Regions from separate parts of the Zea mays genome. Here regions 1 and 2 are each linked to region 3. The links are chromatin contacts, called in public Hi-C maps. All regions are on one chromosome and are shown on one strand. Each heading gives the region's core, a stretch centred on a gene start, on an enhancer-like site or on the middle of the called end of the contact. The rest is flanking DNA. Distances are from core to core; before and after follow the strand shown.

Evidence for each region. Hi-C and Micro-C count contacts between places; a contact is called where the count stands out from the background.
Region 1: a contact with region 3 is called in a Hi-C map of endosperm, with 4 times the contacts expected there. The contact joins the promoter of LOC100280268 here to the promoter of LOC100194170 in region 3. A contact is called at or near these places in 8 of 25 Hi-C or Micro-C datasets (bundle sheath, ear, endosperm and 3 more).
Region 2: a Hi-C map of ear shows a contact between it and region 3, with 2.7 times the contacts expected there. The contact joins the promoter of LOC100286049 here to the promoter of LOC100194170 in region 3. A contact is called at or near these places in 4 of 25 Hi-C or Micro-C datasets (bundle sheath, ear, endosperm and 1 more).

The regions. Positions count from the first base shown.
Region 1 is chr4:173,207,132-173,211,241 of Zm-B73-REFERENCE-NAM-5.0, forward strand. LOC100280268 (SEC1-family transport protein SLY1) reads right to left here and starts at 1,995. Exons shown (of 2, transcript NM_001153196.1): 1 at 1,860-1,995; 2 at 1-1,761. The coding sequence starts at 1,893.
Region 2 is chr4:173,904,420-173,908,265 of Zm-B73-REFERENCE-NAM-5.0, forward strand. LOC100286049 (zinc finger C-x8-C-x5-C-x3-H type family protein) reads right to left here and starts at 1,319. Exons shown (of 3, transcript NM_001158937.2): 1 at 956-1,319; 2 at 395-505; 3 at 1-276. The coding sequence starts at 1,054.
Region 3 is chr4:173,621,243-173,624,946 of Zm-B73-REFERENCE-NAM-5.0, forward strand. It overlaps LOC100194170, which reads right to left and starts at 1,700. Exons shown (of 10, transcript NM_001367048.1): 1 at 1,296-1,700; 2 at 967-1,075; 3 at 833-872; 4 at 462-538; 5 at 255-343; 6 at 85-154. The coding sequence starts at 1,608.

The DNA.
Region 1 (4,110 bases), core at 745-3,244, 410 kb before region 3:
CAATCTCAGTTGCTCCGTATATGACATGCTTGGAAGAAGGCGGCTGCGAGCATTCTGCCAGCTCCATCAAGCTCCTGTACTCAATGTAATTCCCACCACCAATCATGAACACAATTGCTTCTCTGAATGGCCCTTTGAACTGCCCACCGCTTCCTGATCTAGGGGCACGTGGGTCAAACAGCAGATAGTTGTCCACCTCCGGATTCGGCTTCCCTTCCATGAGAGCTTCGACCGTCCTCGTCAATGCAAGCTGCCTCCCACTGGACAAGAGATTCTTCACCCCTGCTGTCACTGCGCTAATGGACTGCCCATACAGCTTCTCTGCCCAATCAACAATGTTGCTCCTCGTTGCACTGCTTGACGACGAGGCACTAAACTGCGTGTTCAGCGATTTGATCCTCTTCACATACTGAAACGCTGACATGTCCACTTCTGACTCACGCAGCGCCGCCTCGACCTGCTCTAGCTCTGGCGTCTCGAAACAGAGGAGGTAGGTCACAGCCAGACGAAGCTTGTCCGCCTTGGTGCCCTTCCCTCGGAGAAGGCCCAGTAGCGTGCTCCTGTCCACGGTGCCCTTCGTGAGCATGTCGTTCCCGCAGTCACAGTATCCATCCAGCGATCTCTCCTTGATGTGCCCAAGCAACGCTGTCGCGATATTCGTGTGCTTGTCGATCATCTTCTTGCGTTCTGTGAGCTCCGGGAGCGAGTTAACGGCATTCATCAGGTGCTGGGTGTTGCCAATGAGGTCTGTGCCATCGAACTCGATGCCATCCTTGTTGCCACCGGTGCGCTGGTTCACCTCGTCCACATCCTGCTTGTACTTGGCGAGCTGCGACTCGATCTCCTCAGCCACCCTGGGGAACGGCGACCAGCTGTTTGCTACCCAGAAGGCATCGGAATCATCGAGATCGTAGGCCTTGGCCGGGCCAGACTTGTCCGCGGGCATCTTGAGCTTGTTGAGCTTGAGGCCGAGGACGTCATGGACCAAGGGGCGGTAGCTCCAATCGTGCTGTATTCCCACAGAGAGGTCCAAATTCCTGTCGAAGAGGCAGAGCACGGGGCGCTGGAAGGAGGCAACGGAGGCTGAGGCTGAGGCCTCGGTGAAGAGGTTAGGCTTGGCGAGGAGGTGATGCCGGAGGCGGGCGTCAAGGGCGGCGGCGACCATCTCGGCGGGGCCACCGCGGGGGCACCTGATGACGGGCACGGTGCCGAGCGTGGCCGCCGCGCAGAAGAGGCCGAGCGCGATCGCGTCGACGAGGGCCTCAATGTCGGCGTCGGCCGCTTTGGGGTCGTTGAGCGCGACGTAGGAGCGCGGGTGGGCGAGGGAGAAGAGGTTGTCCTCGAGAGAGACGAAGTCGAGGTACTGGTCGGCGAGGCGGGCGACGCGGTGGGCAGAGCCGGAGGCTGCGGTGGCGGCGGCCAGGCGGTCGAGGAGCGGGCGCGGGAGGGCGGAGGAGAAGTTGAGGTGGAAGGATGCGTAGAGCGAGGCGGCGGCATCTGCAGCGACGCGGTCGGCATTGGCTTGCGTGGGGCGGAGGAAGTACACGGCGGGGGCGTCGGCGACCTGCTGGCGGGGCTTGTCGATGGGAAAGTAGAGGGTGACCCCGTGCTTGCGGAGGTCGGCGACGCGGAGCAGCGGCGAGAGCAGCGAGAGGCAGAAGCTGTCCAGTACCAGGATCTTGTACACCTCCTCTTCTTGCTCCGCAGCCGTGCCGGGCGGCGGCGGTGGCTTGTTGAGGTGCAGCATCCGCACAATCAGATCTGGGAGCGATCCAATCAAAAACTTAGCAAGGAAGAGCGGGCAGGAGGGGAACACCCGGGAGCCAAGGCGAAGGTGGATTCGGGACGGCGAGGCTTACCAAGCTGCCTCTGGCGGAGGCTGAGCGCCGCCATGGAGGAGGGGTGCGATCTGACGCGGTACGGAATGGGGAGGCGAAGGGAACGAAGACGAGACCCTTGATTCTGATTTCTCCTGCTTGTGCAGTTGTGCTCAACGCTAGGCATGGTCAACAGGGTCGGAAAGGAGGCACAACAAATTCATATATTTTCATTTTAACCGTTTGCGTGATTTCAGTTTTCAGTAGAGATTTTAAACAGAGAAAACATTTGATGTGTTTGGTTCTCTATTTTATTCTATTTTAGTTCCTGTGTTGATGTTGGCGCCAATCTGGACGGCGCCAATCACTAGGTGGTGTACCGCCTGGCGGTGCCCTCTGCGGCAGCGCAGACAGTCCGCGGCTCTAGGTCGGACGGTCCGCGACCTGGGCGCAGGAGCGGTGCCTTCCCTGTGTCACACCGGACGGTCCGCGGTTCTAGGCCGGACGGTCCGCGACCTGGCGATAGGGTCATCTTGCTCCTTCTTGCTGGAATCTAGATCTCGTTCCCTGGGAAGAAGAGATCTTAGGGTGCTCCGGGTCGACAGGTCACCCGGGGCGTCCCCAGACGATGTGGAGTCGCCTAGGAATTAAGAGATCAATTCGATGAAGAGACCTTGGGTGGACAACTAGATCTTGCCCCCCAGGAGGGGTGAGATCCTAGGGTCGTCTTGGGGTCGGCAGGCCACCCAAGACGGATCTAGACGACGTAGAGATATGCGGAAGGCTACAACTAGAGCTACGCTACATCTACTCCTAGGACAGGAAAGGTAAATAAAGTAATTGGTTCGATTGGAATATGTTCGGGGGTTCTCAATCGGCCGTACCCCTTTATATTTATAGGGGAGGAGGTCTGAACCTGTTCCTAAGAGATAGCCAACAACTCCCACGTGATTAGAAGGATAACCACGCACGAGATAAGGATAAACACCCGAGTTAATCTAATCTCGGGACACACGGACTGTCCACTCATTTTGGTGTTCAACATATGCCCCCCTGCCTTTTGGTGGAGCTTGGCGAACCAAAAGCACCAGCGAAAACTTCGGAAACAATTGACCTCATGAGCTACTTTGTTCCCGAAGTAAGGACTCAGCTCGATGCAAGTCATCGGCTCTTACGATCAGATAATATAAATACTTGATGCAACTTTAATGCACAGAGGTCGTTTCGGATTGCATCCTCTTCGGCCATGTCTACCTGATCAACCTGTCAATAGGCAAAAACTTGTGGTGCCCCCCAACCCAAATAAGCAAACGAATTGGGCCAGTAATACGGATTCATCGTCGTACCACCCCACGCATGAGTAGGATAACACATCAACGATGGATAGACCAGGAAGCACCATGCTATCCCTGGAGAAGGATGACAAGGCGATCTTGGTTGTGCTACCTTTTGGGTCGGTTTAGTCGGCTTTTGCTTTCGCACATATCGCCCTTTTAACTTCGTTTGTTTTATTGGCCGGTTGTGTGGAACAACCTTCTTCATATATTTGGCAAGCAACTGATCAAAAGTAGGGCCGACTCTACTGAGTCGTCCAAACGTCTTAGTAGTATTTTGTTTCCTAACACTTGTTTTGGAACGTTGTGGTCCGATGGTCTGAGGTTGCTACTTCTGACCGTCTGCGGACTGTCCGACCATTATAGCCGGACCGTTCGCTCCTGTCTCGGACTATTCGGCCTTAGTACCCGGATCGTCCGGCGTACGCAGGACAGGTGATCGTGATCGGGTGTCTGATCGTGCTTGCCCCCCGATGTCTCCGGTCTTTCTTTTGTCCGGAGCCTTCCGAGTAACCATTCTGCGTGACATATTTGGTGTGCGGGGATCACCAATGACGATATTTTTATCTTTGCTTTTATCGGCCGCACAGGGTCAAATTATGACCTTTTTGCTCGTCGGCTCTAATGAGGTGAAAAGGACAGGTGGCCTGTCAATTTTCACCTCTTTTTGAAACCTCAACCGGCCTTCGTTTATAGCCGATTGTATTTGCCGTCGGAAGACGACACAATCATTGGTGTTATGGAGAAAGGAGCCATGCCATTTGCAATAAACGCGCCCTTTTAATTGTTCAACCGGAGGAATTACATGTGACAATTTAATGTTACCATGTTTAAGCAACTCATCAAATATTTTATCACACTTAGTAATATTAAATGTGAACTTAACTTTTTCCTTTTCTGTCGAGTGCGAGTGAGAGCGAACAGAAGGTTTGGCCTTAGTGGGCCAAACAAGCTCAGGG
Region 2 (3,846 bases), core at 69-2,568, 280 kb after region 3:
CGGTGGATGGAGATTAGGCTGCAAGGCAGGGGTGGTGAAGACCTTGGCCGGAGGCTGTGGAGCAGGGTTTCCAGCAGACCGGGGCGCATGCAGAAAGGCACACCTGTCCCCTTTCGTGCACATGCCCTTCTGAAAGTAATAGCATGGAACACCCTGCTTGGCAGTGGCAGGAACAGATCCCTGGGGCTGAGCTGGAACAGAAGCTGAAGCTTGATGGGGTACAGACTGTTGAGCTGGACGTGGAGTCGTTGGTGCTCCGGCCATGTTGTCTAATGGCTGGGGGAAAAAAGAAGATAGAAGCAGAGTGAAGCATCGTCATGCTTGTGTTACGTAATAAGCAATCATGGCATTTGTGTTTGCATTGAAGAGAGCGGAGGATGGACGGAGGACGCACCGGGTGCCTAAAGGAGCATTTAGGATTTGCGCAGTTGCCATGGAACCAATACCAGCAGTCCCTGGGATTCATCCTCGCAGCATCGCTATGACGGTACTCGCATTCACTTCCCTGCATGCAAGACAACATGTGAGTGATGCAGGTATGTAAGCGAGGTGAGTCCAACTCAAGCTCAACTAACAAGTACTACTAGGGTAGGCTAGGAGTTACAAAAATTGAAGTGTCTGCCATGGCTATGGATCTGGAAATGATGCAGGTGGCGATGGCAGCGGAGCGTTGAAAGGAACTACGTACGCATGCGATGCCTGCGACGAACTGCTTAAAGAGATCTATAGCATGAGATTCCGAAAGGAACAAGGAAAGTAAGGTGGGGATCCAGATCGAAGGCTAGGGTATGCTAGGTGGCGAACATGGCATGCATCTGGTCCTGGAGGAGGAGGCGAAGAGAGATGCTGTGGCGCATCTTCTATAATTCAAGGGAGCGAGCAACATGTTATCGCAGAAGAATTAAGAGAAGATAGAAGGGGCTAGGCCTGGGGAAGTAGCAGGAGTAGGTGGTACCTTTTTGCAGGTCAACGGGGAGGCGAGGAAGTAGATGCAGTCGGTGCTCCGGCGGCGGCGCGCCTCCTCCTCGTCGGGTCGCGCGGCGGCTGAATCCATAGCTGAAGATTAAGGGTTGGAGGCAGGCGAAGTCTATAAGAGGGGATCGATTGTTTCGGGTGAGAAGGATGGATCTGCTGCAGCTTTTTGGGTTGGTTGTGGTTGCGGTCGCGAGCTCTCAGATCAGCTTCCTGAACGAACCCCCAGCTCAAGGCAAGGGGGTGGGAGGAGGGAGGGGAGGGGATCCCAATCTGCCAAGCCAGCCCTGCACCGGCTGCTACTCTCTCACTCTAGTCTCTGCTCAACAGTGCCGTGTCGTCTTGTGTGGTCTGGTTGATGCCTGATTCAGTGACACTTTGGACTAATAAATAACTTTCGTTATGATGGGATATGTGTTGGATATACGTCGATAATAAAGATTCAATCTCTTATTCAAACTTTCATAGATTATGGTCCATGAAACATTCAGAGTACTAATAGATCATAAGTGTTGACAATCCATCAGTAAATTGCATCGTCACCGTAGTAGATCATAGATGACGGCCCCGCCAATATTGTCGGGGGAGGGTGAAAGTCTACTTGAAGGCATGTTCAGTTGCAAGGGGATTAAATCTCCTATTTAAATTTTGACTACAAAGGAATTTAATCTCCTCCAATCATCTTCATTTCCCCCTAACCAAGCCCTGAGGGGATTGGACCCTTGTGGCTTTGGTGCGACGGCGGTGATATCACGGCGCCGAGTTTTGACAGCCTGCCTGGAGGCCAAATCAGCTATACCTTCTGAAGATGACGGCCACAACGAAAAAGGCCTCCTAGAAGTCGAGATCCTTGTCAGCGTTAGTCACCCTATCTAGTTCCAAGCCTCACCTTGACCTACGCAAGGTCAAGATGCCCCCATGGGGCACCCTCGACCTAGCGATCTGGGCGCGGAATGTCGGAGGAGTGTAGTGTGTTGCCCGAGGGCATCTTGTGCAACGACAATGAAATTAGCGATGTCAGATCAACACTATTGCTTGGCCTCCGGACCCACGATTGGGCCTAGGGGTTGTAGAGTAGCGTTTGGGCAATTGTTGGGGCTACCTAAAGTCAAGGGGACGACGATCGTCGTGGAGTAAGCAGGACAGACCTACCCTTGCTACTGAAGAGGCAACTCAATGCTTCCCCTTTTAGCTTGGCATTGGGCCACCGGAGTTCTGGGCATTAGAGGCGCCCAACTGTTGTGAAGGCATGTCATGGGGACGTTGTCATGCATGGATGGTGCTCCCCCAACTAGGGGTAGTGCTCCTGCTCCATCAGGGCAAAGGTAGAAGAGATGGGACCACCAAAGCAGACTGATGGATGCGGGAGTGCAAACTTGGCGAGGATGTTGATCGTGGTTGTGAGATGCGATGTCGGAGTGGTTACCGTGGTCATCGCTAATAGACTCAGACTCACGGTTGGCCATGGAGATGCTACATCAACATGCCAAATGTGGTCCCTATCTGGCACACCAGTTGTCGTCATCTAACCGTTAGGGATACAAGAAAGTACCCCCACCCCGTTTAGGTTCTACAAGGGTTTAGCGTTGTTGCGATATCAACACTGGTGACCGGTTGGGCCCTATCCGGATAATTCAAGAGAGAACACGTTGAACACGTGGACACCGCAAGGGAAACAACAGATGTAGAGGGGTTTGTGTTGCCGGAGCGTAATACCCTACGTCCTCTTTTGGGTGGTTTTTATTGCTGGGAAATGACTAGGTGTCGAGCACGAAGATGATTATGAGAGTGTGAGAGCAGGAAAGTCAAAGTGTGAAATCGTGAAAAAGGAGTCCAAAAGGAAGTACTTGTAGCAGGGGCACCCTCTCCCTTCTATATCCCAAGGGAGATGAGGTTACAGCTGATAAGTGGGGGCCAGACTAGCAGGCTGACCCAATCTATTTTAATGGACATCTTGTAGACATTAGTCTGTAGTCTTGTCAAAATGTTGTCTGCACATCATGGATGACCCAGTACATGGCAGGTAATGGCGCATGTCATCCATGCCACCACAGTGCTACACTAGTGCCATGCCTAGAATGTTTGGGCCTGACAACCTGTGAGTGGGTACGATGCAGCTACAATCGCGCCAGTTCCTTCAGACAGGCATGGCATATCTTATGACTCCAACTCCTTAACCAACTGTGGTGTGAGTGGCTAGGACACATGGCGCGTCGGAAGATCCACTTTTGACTGTGGTCGACATGAGGCTCGGATGTTTTGTGGCATGCTCGAACCCTACAACTAGGGGTGGTAATGGATCACGATGCAAAATATTTCTTCATAATTTGTTAAGGCCCTAAATTAATTTTAGTTCAAAAATAAATAGAAATAGAGCTCGATCCTAATCCGATCTGATCCTTAAATTTTCTAGTGCAAAAATTAGAGCACATTATCACCCCTACCTGGAATAGTCTAGAGTCCTGGTGCCTGGGGCACATGGCGCTCCTAGGTTGTGCACTATAGTCGGCGGAGCGAGTACTTGAGGGAGACCTCCCTAGGGTTTGAAGCCCCAAGTGGGACCCCGAGGACATGTGGCGCTGTTGAGTCCCACCTAGGCAGGGGACCACCAGCGATACATGGAACAACCAGACCCCACAGATGATTCAACAAGGGAGGTTGCAAGATGGGATCTTGATGAAGGCTTGCATGGTAAGGGACCCCCCTCATGATGTCGCGTGGTAGGGGTCCTGAGTCCCAACCATGCATTCTTTTATCTCTTTAATGGAGTCTTGTTGATCTGACCCACCTCAAAGCTGGGGTACGTAGCATGTCCTCATGCATAAGCCTAATTTGCTTGTAGCGCCTAGGGTACCCATACCCAGGGGCACTAAC
Region 3 (3,704 bases), core at 450-2,949:
AATATCAACGTGTGGCAACCAGCAAGGTACAAAAGTATAATGTGCACAAGGGAAGAGTCCAACAATGCCTGGGAATGCATGTACCTCCGTATTGAATCTGCCAACACATGCAAACAGACCGAGTGGTAATTCATATCCTCTGCATTCCTGTAAACTGCCAATCATAATTCTGTTTAATTTACAACCCTTGCAGGGAAACAAGTACAAATCTCCATTTGCACCAGAAGCAACAGGATATAAGTTGCTTCCCGTACCTATGTTAACACGAGCGTAGTTCCGGAAGAACCAAACACCAAGTAAATTAACCAAAAGATTGGTGACAGCAGAAACAATCAGATAATGCCTGGAAGACAGTTTTTTAGAAGATAAGGTGTCAGCATGAAAAGGCAGTGGAGAAAGACTAGTAACAGCAGAAACAGCTACCATCCCATCTGAAGACATTTGACATAAATGGCACTTACTTGTGCTCCGATTCATCTTGCATAAATGCATGTAATGCTTCAACAGCCAAGGAGAAAGACAGGAACAATAGAAACAGCTGTCTACATAAAGAACCATAGGGTGGTGGTCAAAATGTTAGCACAAAGCAAAAGGACAGAAAGGGTTAAAAGTGTAATACAAACAGGGTGTTTTTTTCCGGCAAGTTGTAGGGAGTAGGGACATTACACGTGATAACCAAGCAAAGATGTAAACCATGGATGAATTTCAGCTCTATCATCAAACAAATGTTTAACATAAACTTGAAAGATGGGCTTGTACATTATTAATCTGGGAGAACTCTGTACAAATGTATGCACACGTATCCATAAGATGGAAGGTTTTGGAAGCTTACAGCATTTGTAAAGGCAGCCAGAACCTCCAATCGCTTGTACCTGAAAGAAAGCAGACAACAATAAGTGAGTGTGAATTAGTGCACAGACGAACAGAAATAGAGCCTGAAAGGCGGGAGGGAATGAGGAGACTGGCCCATAGGTGTAGAGGTTATCAGGCTTGGTTCGGGATGCAGCCATAGCAAACAATGAGAAAGTTAACAAGCCGCATCCAAAGGTGAGATGGAAAGCATCTGAAACTAAGCCTGCAAAACAAAGGGCACCTGTAAGCACTGCTCTGAATTCCTCTTCCATCCAGCAGCATAAATGAAACAGATAGACCGAGTAGTAGATGTAGGATGCAATAATAGTTTATAGGATGCAGTATCAGCATGCAGAAGTGCTTGGAATGAATCGATTGACGAAGCCCTAGGATCAATTAACTATGTCGTAATCTGAGTCATGGAGCCCTTGTTGATGCAATACCTACGCGTCCGGTGAAGAGGCCGATGGCGAACTCGGTGGCAGAGTAGGCAACGTTGAGGGCGAGGAGGAGGGCGAGGCGGCGCATGGGGCGGCTGGCCGTGGCGAGGCGGAGTAGCTTCCTGCTGGGCTTGGGCCCCTCGTAGACTGGGGGAAGGGGAAGGGGGGCGGGCATGGAGATGGAGGAGTCGGACCGAGCGAGGCGCGGCGTGGTGGCGTTGGAGGAGAGTTGGCGGGAGAAGGCAAGACGACGGTCCCCACTGCCGACGACGCCGTAGTTGGCGTTCCATGCCGCCTTCGCCGTGGGGGTGTCCATGTCGCCGCCGAGGATCTGCTGCTGCTGCTGCTATCGGGGGATCGAGGGTAGCGGTCAAAGCACACCGTGCCTGTGCTGACTGGTGAGACGAGGATGAGGATTGTGGCCGTTGGATCTTGACGAAGAGGGATGGGAATTGGGATCATTGTCACTTGACTCGCGTTTGGTTTGGAGATCTAGAATCAGGGTTAAGAAATATTTATTAAAAATAATGAATAAGAAGGTCATCCCTAAAAATAAGGATATAGTCAGCCTAGAATTGATCACATTCCATCCCTCGCTGACACCAATCCAATTTCCTATATTACAAACCCGGTAAGAAACGAGGTGTCCACGTCGGCGTAAATTTTTCAGGCCGTTAGATTCGTAATCAAGCGTCATACAGTCTCTTGGATTTTCTTGTAAAAAATCCCATCTCTCTATGCCTCTGGATGCTTCGGCGGCACTCTCCCTCGCGTTAGCTCGCTTTGACCCCGCGCGGAGCTTCTCCTCGGCGTCGTCGCCTACTCCGTCGCCGCTTCCTCTTCACGCCGAGCGCTACAGGTTTGTTCCGACCTCGCTCCCTCTGCCATTGCAACCGCGCTGGATTTTATACGGTTCGGCATCATTACGCCTTTCAGCTTTTGGCTGCGTTCTTGGTTCTAGGGTTCGTATCCTCTGCCTGCTAGATCTTTGCTCAGCTTCATGTTTGTACTGGCGGATGTGTGACAGCGAATCGTATTCATAGAAATCCTCTCGAAATCTATCCTAACCTCGCCCCTAAAACCATAGCTAGGATGGTGCGCCGTTCTGCACGACGTTCCCAGTTGTGAACTCCGATTCTTCTGCTCCGGTCGCCGCTCACCTTTGCTGGACGGAGTTCCAGTGCGGGCGCATATCACCGATGGCCGCTGATCCTCCTTGCGCTCGCTGAGCTGCCAGATGATACCGGCGATGAAACTGAACCCGTCGTTCTGTAATATGGGTTCCCTCCTCGCTGAGCTGCCAGATGATACTCCTGCCTTCTACGGTGCTGAGCTATAAAAAAATGACTTCAATGTCAGCTTCTATACAAGCGTTGGGTTCATAGGAAACTCCAGCTGGAACTTATTAACTCTTATTTATTCTAAATCAATTTGTAGGTCTCTAACTCTGTCTGGTAATCATTAACCCTGTCTGCTAATTATATGTTCAATTGTGGCTGTCAGTCTTTTCCAGCAAGGGGTCTTATTTATTCTAAATCAATTTGTAGGTCTCTAACTCTGTCTGCTAATCATTAACCCTGTCTGCTAATTATATGTTCAATTGTGGTTGTCAGTCTTTTCCAACAAGGGGTAAAAAGTAGGCTCCCCTCCTGAAAGGCACACATGAGTATGCCTATAGCATGCTGTTGGGTTTAGATTCTTGATCAGTTCAAACATGGGGGAATCCTGTGTTTATTCTTGTTTTTTTTATATCAGTTCAAACAGAGAGCCACGAACATGTTTGAATGCCTTCATTTGACAGATGAACCAATATTCTAATATTGGTTGCTGAACATGGGGGACATGATTTAGGCTGGTGGCGCCTTGTCATGCCCTGATGTTTGTTGTATTGCCCATGAGTCACAGACAAAGCATCCTTTCTTATTACCCTTTGGAGGTTTCAGCTCAGTGATTTTAGGTCAGCAAAGCGACTGTCAGCCTCAAGTCCCACCCAACCGTGCAAGTGACGGATGAGGATGTCTTGCACTACATCCATGTAGTGTTCATTATCTGTTGTAACATATAAAAGCTTTTAGCTGAACCTAAAATAGGATAAAAACAAATTATTGGTTAACTGCACATGTAGTGTTCATGCTGCCTTCCCCTATGCACCAATGCTTTTATCGATTTGGTTCATAAACGTCTTTTATGCGTCGACAAACAAAGGGTTGCTCCTAAATGCTGCACTTATATTGTCTTTGATACTAAATGTGGTACTACCATGAGCTAATTTCGCCTGTACTCACAAAAAAAGCTTTATCTCCTTGTGCTTGTGTGTTTCCTCTGCTTCGCAACCACCTAAATTAGTTGTTTGTTTATGTCAGTACAAGGGAATCAACATTGGGTTCTAGGTTTATACCAGCGCTCTAAATT